Linked DNA regions of Mus musculus: region 2 is linked to region 1. The links are chromatin contacts, called in public HiChIP or PLAC-seq maps. All regions are on one chromosome and are shown on one strand. The core of a region is the stretch at or near the end of the contact, and the rest is flanking DNA. Distances in the headings are between cores, read along the strand shown.

Region 1 (6,248 bases), core at 1,365-3,864:
AAAAGCATGTCTGCCTTATGCCTGGCAAAAGCATGAGGCAGGAAAGGTTCATGTTGGCTCACAGTTCTAAGTATATCATCATGGCAGAAAAATATAGAAACCATGGCAGTCTGGTTTTTAGAACATGACTTAGCTGGTTACATTACAGCCACAGTCAGGAAGCAGAAACCAAAGTTCATCTGACTCCCTCTGTTTTCCCCTTTTTAGATGGTCCAGTCTAACAGCCCATGGACCTGTGCTGCCTACATTCATGGAAGCTCACCTCTCCTCAGCTAAACCTCTTTGTAAATGCCCTCACAGGCACGCCCAGAGGTATGTCCCATGGGTAATTCCCAGCCCAGTTGAGCTTACACTGAAGACCATTCATCACATGAAGCCTCGTTCTCATGACAAACCAAAGGTGTACTATTCGAAATAGGAATGGTTCTGGACCAAAACCACATTATTCAGCCCCCTTTCTCTGAGGATCCAAGGAAAGGATCCTAATCCAACATTCCCTGCTCTGATTACCTGGGAGCTGTGATCTTAAATGGCCCAGACATTTACAGGAGCTCAATTCCATACCAGATACCATTTATAAGCAGGCAGGAAGCCATTGACTGAACTACTTTCCTGACTCATGAGCATCCCCAACCAACAAGACAAAGACCATTCCTACACTTCAATAAAAACCAACATCACACAGAAAGCTGTAATGGAAAGAATCACAGGTGAGCCAGTGGTGCTGTATTGGAGCAGTGTGCATTGGAAATCATGGGAGATAAGTCATGAGAAAGGAGGGCAGCAGACATGCCAGGGGAAACCCCTGTAGCCCTAAGGTAGAGAAAAGCATAATACAGGGAGCTACCCTGGTCCATCTGAGGAGCTCTTAGAAAGGCAAGACAAGATGTAGGGCTACTAAAAGTCTATACCTATAGGTACAGCGATCAATAGAGCCGTGGCACACATCCCTCTGATGGGAAGGAGGTATCCTAGCTTATTCAGATCTAGAGAAGGCTGGGAGGCTCTCCGCTTTTCCTACTGTATCCCTTTCTCAAGTCTCTTGCTTGAGATACTTGTTCGTCAACACAAATGTCCTTGCTCAGCTCTGGAGATAACAGGGACCTCAAGCAGAGTGTCCTCTGGAAATCCCCTGCACATTTAGACACACATATTCTGGGGAAGTAAGTACCCAGCAGCCCTTAGAAGCCTACTCATGCTTCCATTTGATGCTAAGTAAATGTTCCAGCCTGGCCAGAGGGCTACCACCCCAAGCTGAGAGTTTTATAGGATAGTCTCTAAACTTACTATGTGGCAGTCAGGGCCACAGCATGTCCCATCTGCAGAGGTCTACTGGACCCTGCTTCTCCAACAGCCACAGTGCCCTTGCCCCAAGACAGGTAAAGGACCTGACACACAGCTTGGGGTCCTGAGTTTGAACCTCATCACTTACATAGAAATCCAGGTGTGATGGTGCACATTTGTAATCCCTTCTCTGGGGTTTCCTGGCCAGCCAAGCTAGCTAATCATTGAATTCCTGATCCTGGGGACATCTCCTGTCTCAGGAAAAGGGGTACAGTTTCAGAGGAAAACATCTTGCGATTGACCTCTGGCTTCCATACATAAGTACATACATACATACATACATACATACATACATACATTAAATACATACATAGTATATGTATGCACCTAAACACATGCATGCACACACATAGACAAAAATAAAACATAGGCATGCAACCTGAGTAAAGTGCTTGCTAATTAAAGTGCTTTTGGCAAATAATTCTCTCACAAATGACTAAGACAACAGGGAACAATGGAAAGAGAGTCTCGCACTTGGCTCCTGACTCTGGCAGTAACAGCATGTGACCTCAGGTAAATGGCTCACTCTCCTATCTAACTATGTGATATCCTGCATTTATTATTTTTTGCCTGGTATCACAATGTGCTTTCACATAATCTCTCTTACTCAGTTTAGCACCACCTACAACCCTACGAGGTGACTGCCTTCCTTATTTTGCTGGATCAAAAAGGTCTGTCTCAATATCTAAGACACATGGCCATGAAGAGATGGAGTCTGGCTGGTCTCCCTGCCCTATGTCCTTGCAGTGTATTTTGGGAAAGACATCCTTTCATCAAGACTGCCCAGATATTGAGCAATCACAGGGCTTGCTTCCTCTTGTCTCTTAGGCATACTGTTTTGTGAATCCTGATTCTCTGCACTCTAGATTCATTACTCTGGGTAACTAAAAGGAAAGGCTGCCTTTCAGGTCCAGACCCATGCAAAGTCCTTAAAAGAGAACATTTACTTCACCCCCCAGCTCTGCCAGACCAAATACCACCCCTAACATGTCCCACAAAGATTATAAAATAAAGGGGTTCCCTTTATTGTGGTGACTGTGGGGCATGGTTAGAATTAGACAGTGACGCAGAAGATTTGGTCTAGAAAATGGACAGAAGGGGCCATATCAACCCTGACAATTGTGGCTTTACAACACACTCTCTCATGTCCCAAGACAGGGTGACAGAAGAGCACAGCTGCCGTCCGCTGAGCAACGTGCCATGTGGCTCGGCAGCTTGCTGGGCCTGCTGCCCACCAGGCCTCGTGGTCAGTGCTGACTCACAGGAGGTGGGCTGAGGGGACAGCCTGGCCCAGGTCTCAGCACTTCTGACTCACCATCTCCTCCTGGACCACTATACAACATCCCTCCTCCCAGAAACAACATCCATCTATTTTTTTTTTTTTTTTTTTTTAGCTGACAGAAGAGCTTTTTCTTGTTCTTGGGGTTGTAAACTGATCATCAAATGTTCCACAACTTTTTTCTAAGAAGTGTGCCATGTGGGAAAGTTAAAAACAAGCTATTTGGGGGCCTGAGCCCAGCTTTAACTCATATGCAGCCTTGGTCTCTTCTCAGGGTACCCACTGGGAAAGCACTAAAGGCAAAGTTGTTTTAGAAAACACGGAACAAAGTGAGCACAGGTTGAGCGACCAGATCTGCTCAAATGATTATTTCATAATTAATATAGATCCAATTGGCAGGCAGAGGTAAATAATCCACATGGGTTTCTCTAATTCTTACACTATCTCCTTGTATCAGAATTATTTCCGAATTTAGCACTATAGAAACTGGGGGTCCAAGAGGTTAAGCAACTTGCCTACAGTTCAATTTGGGAGCTGAGATCCAAGCTCAGCTTCATCTAGCATCAAAGCATCTATACAGTGACTAAGTCACCCAGCTGCGGTACTTTCAGTCCCAGTAGCAGCAAACTGAGAGCTGTCTGCCTTCCCACAACTCACATACTACAGTGGGTTCCTGATTATGCCAGCATTTGGCTGCTCAGCGTTCCCTAGTCTCCATGTCTCTGAGCAAGCCTCCACTTCTACCTTACCTTCCACTTTCCAGGCCCAAGGATAAAGCCCCTGGCTGGATCTCCGAGGGAAGGTAAGCCATGAAGAGAAGTTTCCGCAGACTTTGCCTATCTGACCAGGTCTGACATGGCATCCTAGAAATAACCAGCCTCTAGCAGTCTGTGCAAGACTCCAATTCTAGATCCTCTAGGGAAACTCATCTGGGAACAGAGCAAACCAGCTCTCAAAGGCCCCTGCTTGACACAATTGGTGGCTCTCAGGTTTGAGTCTGTTCATCTGCCTACATGCTAATGGTGACCTGCAAGGGAGTCATCCTGAGGCAGACCAGATGCAGAGGGCTCATATTGTTGTATACTGTGATGGCTCCATTCGTGCGCTATGCCTGTAGGCTGACCTGGGGCTGTACAAATAGGTCCAATTGTCCTTTGCCTTGTTTTGGCCAATAGAAGGTACTAGGACTAGACATATAAACAGGATGTAGCTGCTAGCTGGGAGCTTTACCAATAGACCCTGCTCTCCCCAGGCAGAGTCTCCCAAGCATCACAGACACAGGACAGACACAGCTGCAGCTATTGCTCAGCATCCGTCCCTGACTCACTGTGGCTCATGGTGCTGCTTTTATTCACAGCTCTGGACCTTCTTGGGCTTGAAGAAGACTCTCTTTGTTATATTCTCTTGGATTGTTGCCACTGTATCTTGCAAATTCCCTAAATTCCTTTAGGGTTAAATAAGACAATGTGTATTGGGTATAGAGAAGTATGGTAAGTGAAGGCTTCGTCTAGGACATGTCCTTGCCTTTTATCACCAAAGCCTTTTTAAATCCCTCACTTAGTGCACTATTTATTCAGATTAGTAGATACTGGGTGGGGAGATGGTTCATTCGATTCAGTGCTCTCCACATAAGCATGAGTTTGGTTCCCAGCACCTACACAAAAGTCAAACATGGTGATGCCCGCTTGTCATCTCCAGTGCTGAGAATGTCTACAAGGGTGTGTCACTGGTCAGTCGGCACAAAGTAATCAGCAAGCCCAGGTCCTAGTGAAAGGTTTTCTCTTTTTAAAAAGTTTACAACTCCTGTCAACTGGATAGGTGAGAGCCCTTGATGAACAACACACAAGATTATCCCTGACCTCCATATGCTTTTACAGGTGTGTATGTGACCCCACCCACACATACACCCACATCTCCATGTAGCAAACATACATACATACATACATACATACATACATACATATACATGTACACAGCGGGAGAGGAAGATTTTAAAGACTAAATAAAAACAGTTACATATAACTTAGAAGTACCCATGCTCCTTCTAGCCTTCAATTCCCTGGCAGCAGATTAGAAACACTAATGAGAAAGGCATTCCCAGAGCCCATAGGTGCACACATGAGCATTCAGTAGCCTCTCCAGGTCAACTCATGACCCAAAGCAATGTATTGCAGAGAGCACGTATTGGGCTTACATGAAAACTTTTCACTGAAAGTCATTCTCTTCTCTGTCAGCAACAGAACTTATTTGCTTTTAGTTTATACAAACTTATCCTTGATGGGATTGAGGAATATGGCCAAGGCCCACCCCACACACACACACTCAAAGAGAACTCAGAAAGCAAACAGCAGTGAAGCAAGAGCTACAAAAACATGGGGGTGACTATAGAATTTTCTGGAACTCCCAAGAATACTTCCTGGAGGACTAAGCATCCACAGTGACACTGTAAGGAAGGAAGGATCTCAGTTCATGAACAGGACAGATGAGAGCATCTCAGACACTGGGTACCACACATGTGGAGGTATAGAGGCAGAAGAGAGGTTGAGGTACCCTGGGTGCCATAGATGGGATGTCATGACAGGAGCTTGGATGGGTGCTAATAGACATTAAGACTGAGAAGGTCACCATGGCCTACAGACATTCTTAGAATTAAAAAGAAATGCAAAAATGCATGTGCTGAGTTATAAATGATCAATTGTACTATAAAAACAAAATAGAATTCATAATGGCAAAACAAAACATGACCGGCTCACTTCTGGGTTCACACTGACACTTTAGAAAAAAAGTTGAAAAGAAAGTGAGTGTCATATATTTCGAAGTTGTTTAAGTAACTGTTGAGTACATACACTCTGTAAATTAGTGTATATTCATGCTAGAGTCTATGCAGAAAGAGCTTCTAGAAATGGAGATAAAGGAGGACAGATGGATGGATGGATGGATGGATGGATGGATGGATGGATGGATGGATGGATGATTTACAGAAGAAAGGCAGAAAGGAAGGAAGGAATTTACAGATAAATAACAGTTAGACTTAAAGCATATAGATGTTCTTGGTGCTTCTTTCTAACTTGATAGTTTCTGCCCATTCCATGGGGGGAAAAAAAGGAAAAAAAGAAAGAAATTGGAAAGTGTCTAACTAAGCTGAGGCCAAGCTTTAAAGTCCTGGGCCTTGAGAACATCCTGTGCTGACCTACAAGCAGCCCACAAATAGTGGGAGAGCAATCCAGTGTGCCCGTCCTTGCCTCTTCTTGGTTTCACTCCCCTGGACAACGTGCAGGTCACATGTGGGAATCCTGTGAGAGAACAGCACTCTGGGGAACAACAGAGACTGTAAATTCCAAGGAACATTTCAACCAATAGAAAAAAAAAAACTCTTGCACTTCTGTCGACCACAAATGGTTCCAAGGAAAGTCTGGGTCAGTTTTCAAACCTGGCGATACCTTCATGGTAGAAGGACAGCCACGAAAAAGCCAATTTTCCTCTGCCACTTTCCCAAAGGAAAGAACCCGGGCTGCTCCAGTTGCGTTTTCCCTACCTGTGGTTTTATGGTTAAGCCAAGTCAATAAACTGAAATGTAGCTTCGGTTCGGATGATTCGCAAGGAGGAAAGCAGCAATTTTGCCTTC
Region 2 (5,874 bases), core at 307-2,806, 740 kb before region 1:
TAAGGCATATGTTGAATTCAGGCACTGAAGAATCTGAAAATCGAAGAATATGAACTGAAAATTCTGTCGTGCTGGAGAGATGGCTCAGTGGTAGACTGTAGACTGCGCTTGTAGAGGCTCAGCGTGAAGGGCTATGGATCTACATGGGGTAGTCCACAGGAACCTTTACCTCTAGCTCAGTGACTGTAAGGGTGGTGGTAGTCAACACCTCTGGCCTCAGTATGTAGCTGCACTCTCATGTACATACACAGACATCTTGTTAAGAATTATAAAAATAGACAATAAAAAGTATAAAGCCCAACACTCATTAGCTATGCCCACTGCCTATGATTACATTTGAATCATTAACTGAATCCCTAATTAGCCCTGGACCATCCCCACCCATTTACCTTTCCTTTAATCAACTCACCCAGTGTTCTGTAGTAACTTGAGAGACCACCAATTTTGGGGATAATATTTAGAAAAAAATTCATAATTGTCCAAACTCAGAGTGCCATCTTATGCCAATCTGTCAGCATACAGGACAAGACAGATGAGTAAGAAGAACTTACATACATATCTCATGGAGTACTCTCCAGAGAAGTCTTCCATGATTAGAGGACAGAGACACAGAGAAGGTGTCTAAGATTCAGAACCAGCTAAGTACCAGCACTTATCCATCAGCCTCTTTTATATCACTCTTTCAGTTCTGTTTAAGCAACGTTGTTTCCAATACAATTCTCTTTCACCTTAGCAATAAAGTGATGCAAAATATCCTAGTGCACTAATGTGAATCAACTAGGCTATTCAGGATCCAAACAGAGATTTGTAGATATTACCCATAAAATAATTGAGACTATATACTAAGTACATACTCGTTGATCAATATCCAAAGATGATGATGTCCCAAGAACCTATTGTCTAATATTCTGTTTTTGATATGTAAAGTACACAGTATACATTTTTGGAAGTGCAAATGTAGATAGTACAGTGTAAAGTCTTTTCTTGTAACGCCCACTGTGTGTGTGTGTGTTAGTGTGTGTATGTGTTTGTGTGTGTTAGTGTTAGTGTATGTGTGTGTGTTTCTATATTAAGTACATGCATGTCCTGGTGCATATGTGGAAGTCTGAGGACAACTTGCAAGACTCAGCTCTTTCCCTCTTTCATGTAAGTTCCACATAACCAAACTCAAGTCATCAGGCTTGGCACCAAACCCCTTTATCCACTGGGCAATCCTACCAATTCACACTGTGCATTTTTGTATTGTAGGAATCATTCAAGTTTCCATAACACAATTTCCCCCAGACAAAAAGAGGAGATCTCTACTCACAAGCCAATTCACACTGGGAACACAAGGGTGCCAAGAAACTTCACAATGAAAGCTTGTGTTTGGGGTGTGTGTGTGTGTGTGTGTGTGTGTGTGTGTGCACGCGCGCGCGCGCACGCAAAGCAATGCAAATCCTAATCTAAGAGCATCACCATCCACTGGAAAGATGCCAGCCCCTCTCTCCTGTACATCCTCTGTGTGGATTAGTCACCAAGCTCCCAGTAACCACAATATGACCACTATGTAAGGAGGCTTTCTCCCTGAAACAATGCAGTTCTGTCTGATTGTCTTTGGGAGGCATTTACAGCTCGAGGACATAGCTCTGTTTTATTGAAAGTACTCAGTACTGACTTCTTAGAACATGGCTAAGCTCAGTTGGGCAATCACAGATGTTCCAGGGGGAGGTTCACATTCTTGCTATGGGGCACCCATCAGGGACACACACTGAAAGGTGAGGAAGTCTAAGCACAGCTCACAAGGCTCAGTGCAGGTGTGTTGACCTATTACTCAGACCAAATGCCACTTTCTCAGGTCATTGGTGGGATCTTCTCCTTAAAGGTTATACTAGGTGCATAATGGACGGAGTCTCCACTCTGTGTCAATAACTAATGAGATGAAATTGTGTCTATTCATCAACCTGGGTAGAGCCCTGGAATGTAGTAGCACTGCCCCGGGGACCACACTCCTGTGTACAGAACAAAGTTGTTATTTCTAGAAGAATGTGTCTGTTTCCCTGAGCCCTAGGCTTTCCCTATCCCCACCTCCATATCTAAGGATAGCAACCAAGTGTTCTTAAAATAATAAAAGACTGGCTGTGAGTCCTACAAAAAAAAAAAAAAACCTCAGGATTACAGTTTGTTTCTACTTGACTGAACAAGTCTCGGGCCACAGTACAGGAAAATCCTCCAACCACTATGCCCTGGCATCCTTTAGAATAATTGTCTTCCCTAAAACTTTGCTTCTGGGAGCTAGTCTTATGTAAGGTAGTGAAATTCATGGGGATTCTAAGATCTGGAGTTGAGCAATCTTACCTTGTCCTCTTTAGTAACTATCAAATGCAGGAGTGAGGGGGCCTCACTTCTGTGAACATGATTTTTGTTTCCCAGACTTCTTTCATTTAGTAACTGGCCACTCTCTCTTCCCTTCCTTACAGTTGGCAGCAGTGCAAGTGTAGGGGGCAAACTTAAGGTAGGAATAAACTCTGTTAATATCCATGTTCTGGACTTCTAGGTTGATACTGGGGAAAATGACATTTTATGAACCTATTAGAAGCACAGAAAGGAGATAATAAACAAAATTTGGGGGAAAAAAACTAGATTCTGGTTATAGCTCTGCCATCTATAGTGAGTGGCATGATGGCTCTTACCTACCAGCCCAGCCTCTGAGGACCTTCCTGATGATATCAATAACAGTTACCTCAAGAGTGGTAAGTATTTACAACTTAGAAAGTGGGACAAAGTATTTTACCTCACAACAGAGCATGGACAAGGACTTTTAAAAAAAGTCAGGTTTGGAAAAAGTCAAAGGACAGAATTCTAATTATATGATTTGAAAAAAAGTACTATGTAGCTAAAAGGTCTTTAGGAAAGTGAACTTAAGAAATTCTGAGTCAGGTCACTTAGTTGGGTTCCTATTTTGACAGACTTTTTAAATTACATTATCATAAATTTCTGAAAGATGTAAGATATAGCAGTTTCCAAGTCCATCAGACCATTGACCTTTTTCACAAGAGCATCCAATGACAGAAAAGAGGCTGGGGATGTGGTTCAGTGATAAATTGCCTGCCAGACAGGAGTTTCTCAGTATGATCCCAAGAATCTTTCAAAAGGTGCAGGCAGTTGGGAGAAATAATTGCTCTTAGGGAAAAGCTTTCTGATGAGCCCACCATGATGTTTTGGGGCCTGCACATATGCTCCCTTCCCCTGCAACCCTTGACATTGACTTTAGCTAATCATCATCATGCATTTTCAGCTAAGCTGCCTTGAAACTAAATATCGATAATGAAGAACTAGCTGCATCCCAAAAGTCTTCTCCCATCAACGTCTAAAGCCTTTTGCAGTGATAGCATATGAGCATTAACCACTGGGTATGACTCACATCAAGGATGCTAAAGTAAAGGAGTCCACAGCTTAAAACTCTCCCACAAGCACTAGACAGCAAGCCAGAGAAATGATCTCCATTGTGTTTAGAGGGATGGACACACCTGGGTATCCATGTATAGTCTTGTTTCTCAGAGAAACAGAAAATAATTCAGGGGAAAAAATAGGAACATCTTGTCTAAAATGACCCAGAGTCTAACAGCTGGTCAAAATAGGCATTGGTGAAAGATATCCCTTTATGCTTGTTTTTGTAACTATGAGCAGGTGTTTGCAATTAGCCCTTAATAGAACTTTGGAGCCTCTCTTCCAGTGCTAAATGATATCTGGCAATAGCATTTCCTCAGCATCCTAGAGGAAGAGTTTCCTTTGTTTTAGGTAGTTTGGCTTCTCTGGGCGTAAGATGGTATTAGCTAACCTGTTGGCACCATCAGAGAAAACACCTTATTGTCTATGGTGCTACATAAGCAGCTATTAGTGGCTAAGCAGCTCAAGGAGGTTCCATCTAAGCCAACTGAAAGCATGGTTCCACTTAGATCAGTGGTCCTAGGGCATTTCCTAGACTTTGTCCTCCACAGCAACTTGTCTGTGTCCACCAGATTCTAAGGTCATCCCTATAAACATCTATGCATAAGGAAAAGACAGTAATGATACTCCAGAGGAAATACATGTGGTTTTCCCTAGCACTTACTAGAAAGTTTAAAACACTAAGCATCTGAAAGAGAGCTATGTTTCCTCTTTGAAGTATTGATTCAAAAGGAATCACTCAAGTCTCCTATGCGAGAGGATTAGGAACTTATTCATGCCCATGAGGAGTCTTCAGCATGTGGGAGAGGTGATTTGGGAAACTCATACAATGAACTCAGAGAAGATCCAAGGGGTGTCAATAGCCTTGAGAGACAGTCTGAGCCAAGTCAGAGGGAAGGCTTCACTAGGAGGTATTCACAGAAGATGAAACAATTGACCAAGCAAAGAAAGAGAGAAGAGAGAGATTTCCCAGACTAGTAGATGAATATCCTTCTCCAGGTGTGGCCCCCTTCCTCTCACTACAGAATCTACTATTAGATTCAGCTGTGTTTAACTGAATTTATTATACCTTCAATGTCGCTCTTGTGTATTCATGGAGTCTCAGGATTAGAACATGTATATCTCTGTAGAGTAGGTAAGGAGATCATTCTGGCTGTGATACCATCTATAGTCTGAGATTTATCTACCTACAATATCAGTTGGATTTGAAAAATTCTCAAAAACGTGTCTAGCTCTGACCATGACTATATATGTATATGATATGTGTGTGTGTCTGTGTATGTCCATAAACCAGTCTGATAATCCAGGCCTGCAGCTCACATGATTATCCATTTAGAAGTGACCTAACAATAAAGGTGGCCTTGTCTTACTGCCCAGGCATGTACAACCCTACCAGCAATTCTACTTAGTGCTGACCTGCACAGACTCTAGAAACCTAGCCATCTGCACTTGGAACAATGAAGTCAGGAGATCTCTTTCTCAAAAGTGTTGTTAACTGTATTCTGAAAGCCAATATGTCTCCCGCCAGAAAGAATCGTCGAGATCACAATATAGCGCATTTTTAACTTTTTTTCTTAACTAGATACATTTAAAAGTTCATTTAAATGTACTCAAATCATTATAATAAATATGAGGACAAGCTGAAAACTAGAAGCACAAAATGAAACTGAGTTAGCAGTGATTCTCATTGGAAAGATTCCTAATGTCCAAGCATCATGGGAGAAAGGAAGTGGGGAGAGGAAAATAGCATAGCACAATGGGGAATTTTATCTAAAAAGAAATTCCAACGTGATAGACTGAGACCAGGAGTATACGTTTTTGCTCTGGTCCTTGAACTACATGTTGTGTTTTTGGGTTTTCTTTTCCTAAAATAGAAGTGGTGATAAATTGGGGTGAGATCCTTTAGGATAAACATTCTTTAAAGGAAGGGAGGCAAATGCTTCTCTCTCTCTCTCTCTCTCTCTCTCTCTCACTCTCTCTCACTCTCTCTCTCTCCTTTCCCTCCCTCCCCTCCCTATCTCCCTCCCAGCCCCATTCTGTAGCTCATAATTTACCAGCAAATCCCCAGCAGTGCACCCTCCACCCCCACCCTCACCCATACACACAGGTAGAAGATGCTATCTCTCAGTCTGGAACATTCCATCTTTGCTAACACTTCTTATCACCTGTCATCCGCACAGTGACCGTGAAAAATGTTTTCGGTGGGTGTTTCTGGTTCATTTTGTGATGGTCCCATGATGTCTGCCAAAGTTAAAGTTTAAACTCCCTGCCTCACCATTTCCCTTTATAGTACTGTGTGCTCGGCCAGTGTTTGGGCTGCTTCCTAAAGCCAGAAGTTTCTAGAAATGAAGGCAATCTAACTGTCCTCAGGTTTTTAATGGTGCTCTTATAGTGTAACAATGAATGTGGCCCTACCCTGCAATGCTTGCATTTCCAGCTGGTGTT

Evidence for each region. HiChIP or PLAC-seq counts read pairs in DNA pulled down with a chosen protein or histone mark.
Region 2: a contact with region 1 is called in a CTCF HiChIP or PLAC-seq map of the NIH/3T3 cell line, with 7 read pairs. The contact joins two enhancer-like sites.

Annotation. Positions count from the first base shown.
Region 1 is chr12:9,110,162-9,116,409 of GRCm38.p6, reverse strand. No RefSeq gene overlaps it. Among named protein-coding and RNA genes, the nearest start is that of Ttc32, 83 kb to the right of the region's middle. Within about 2 kb of position 2,614, at least 77 of the 459 cell types and tissues checked have an H3K27ac peak or open chromatin away from gene starts, as enhancers often do. A contact at or near this core is called in the NIH/3T3 cell line, where this site is marked.
Region 2 is chr12:9,851,988-9,857,861 of GRCm38.p6, reverse strand. No RefSeq gene overlaps it. Among named protein-coding and RNA genes, the nearest start is that of Gm22845, 11 kb to the left of the region's middle. Within about 2 kb of position 1,556, at least 38 of the 459 cell types and tissues checked have an H3K27ac peak or open chromatin away from gene starts, as enhancers often do. A contact at or near this core is called in the NIH/3T3 cell line, where this site is marked.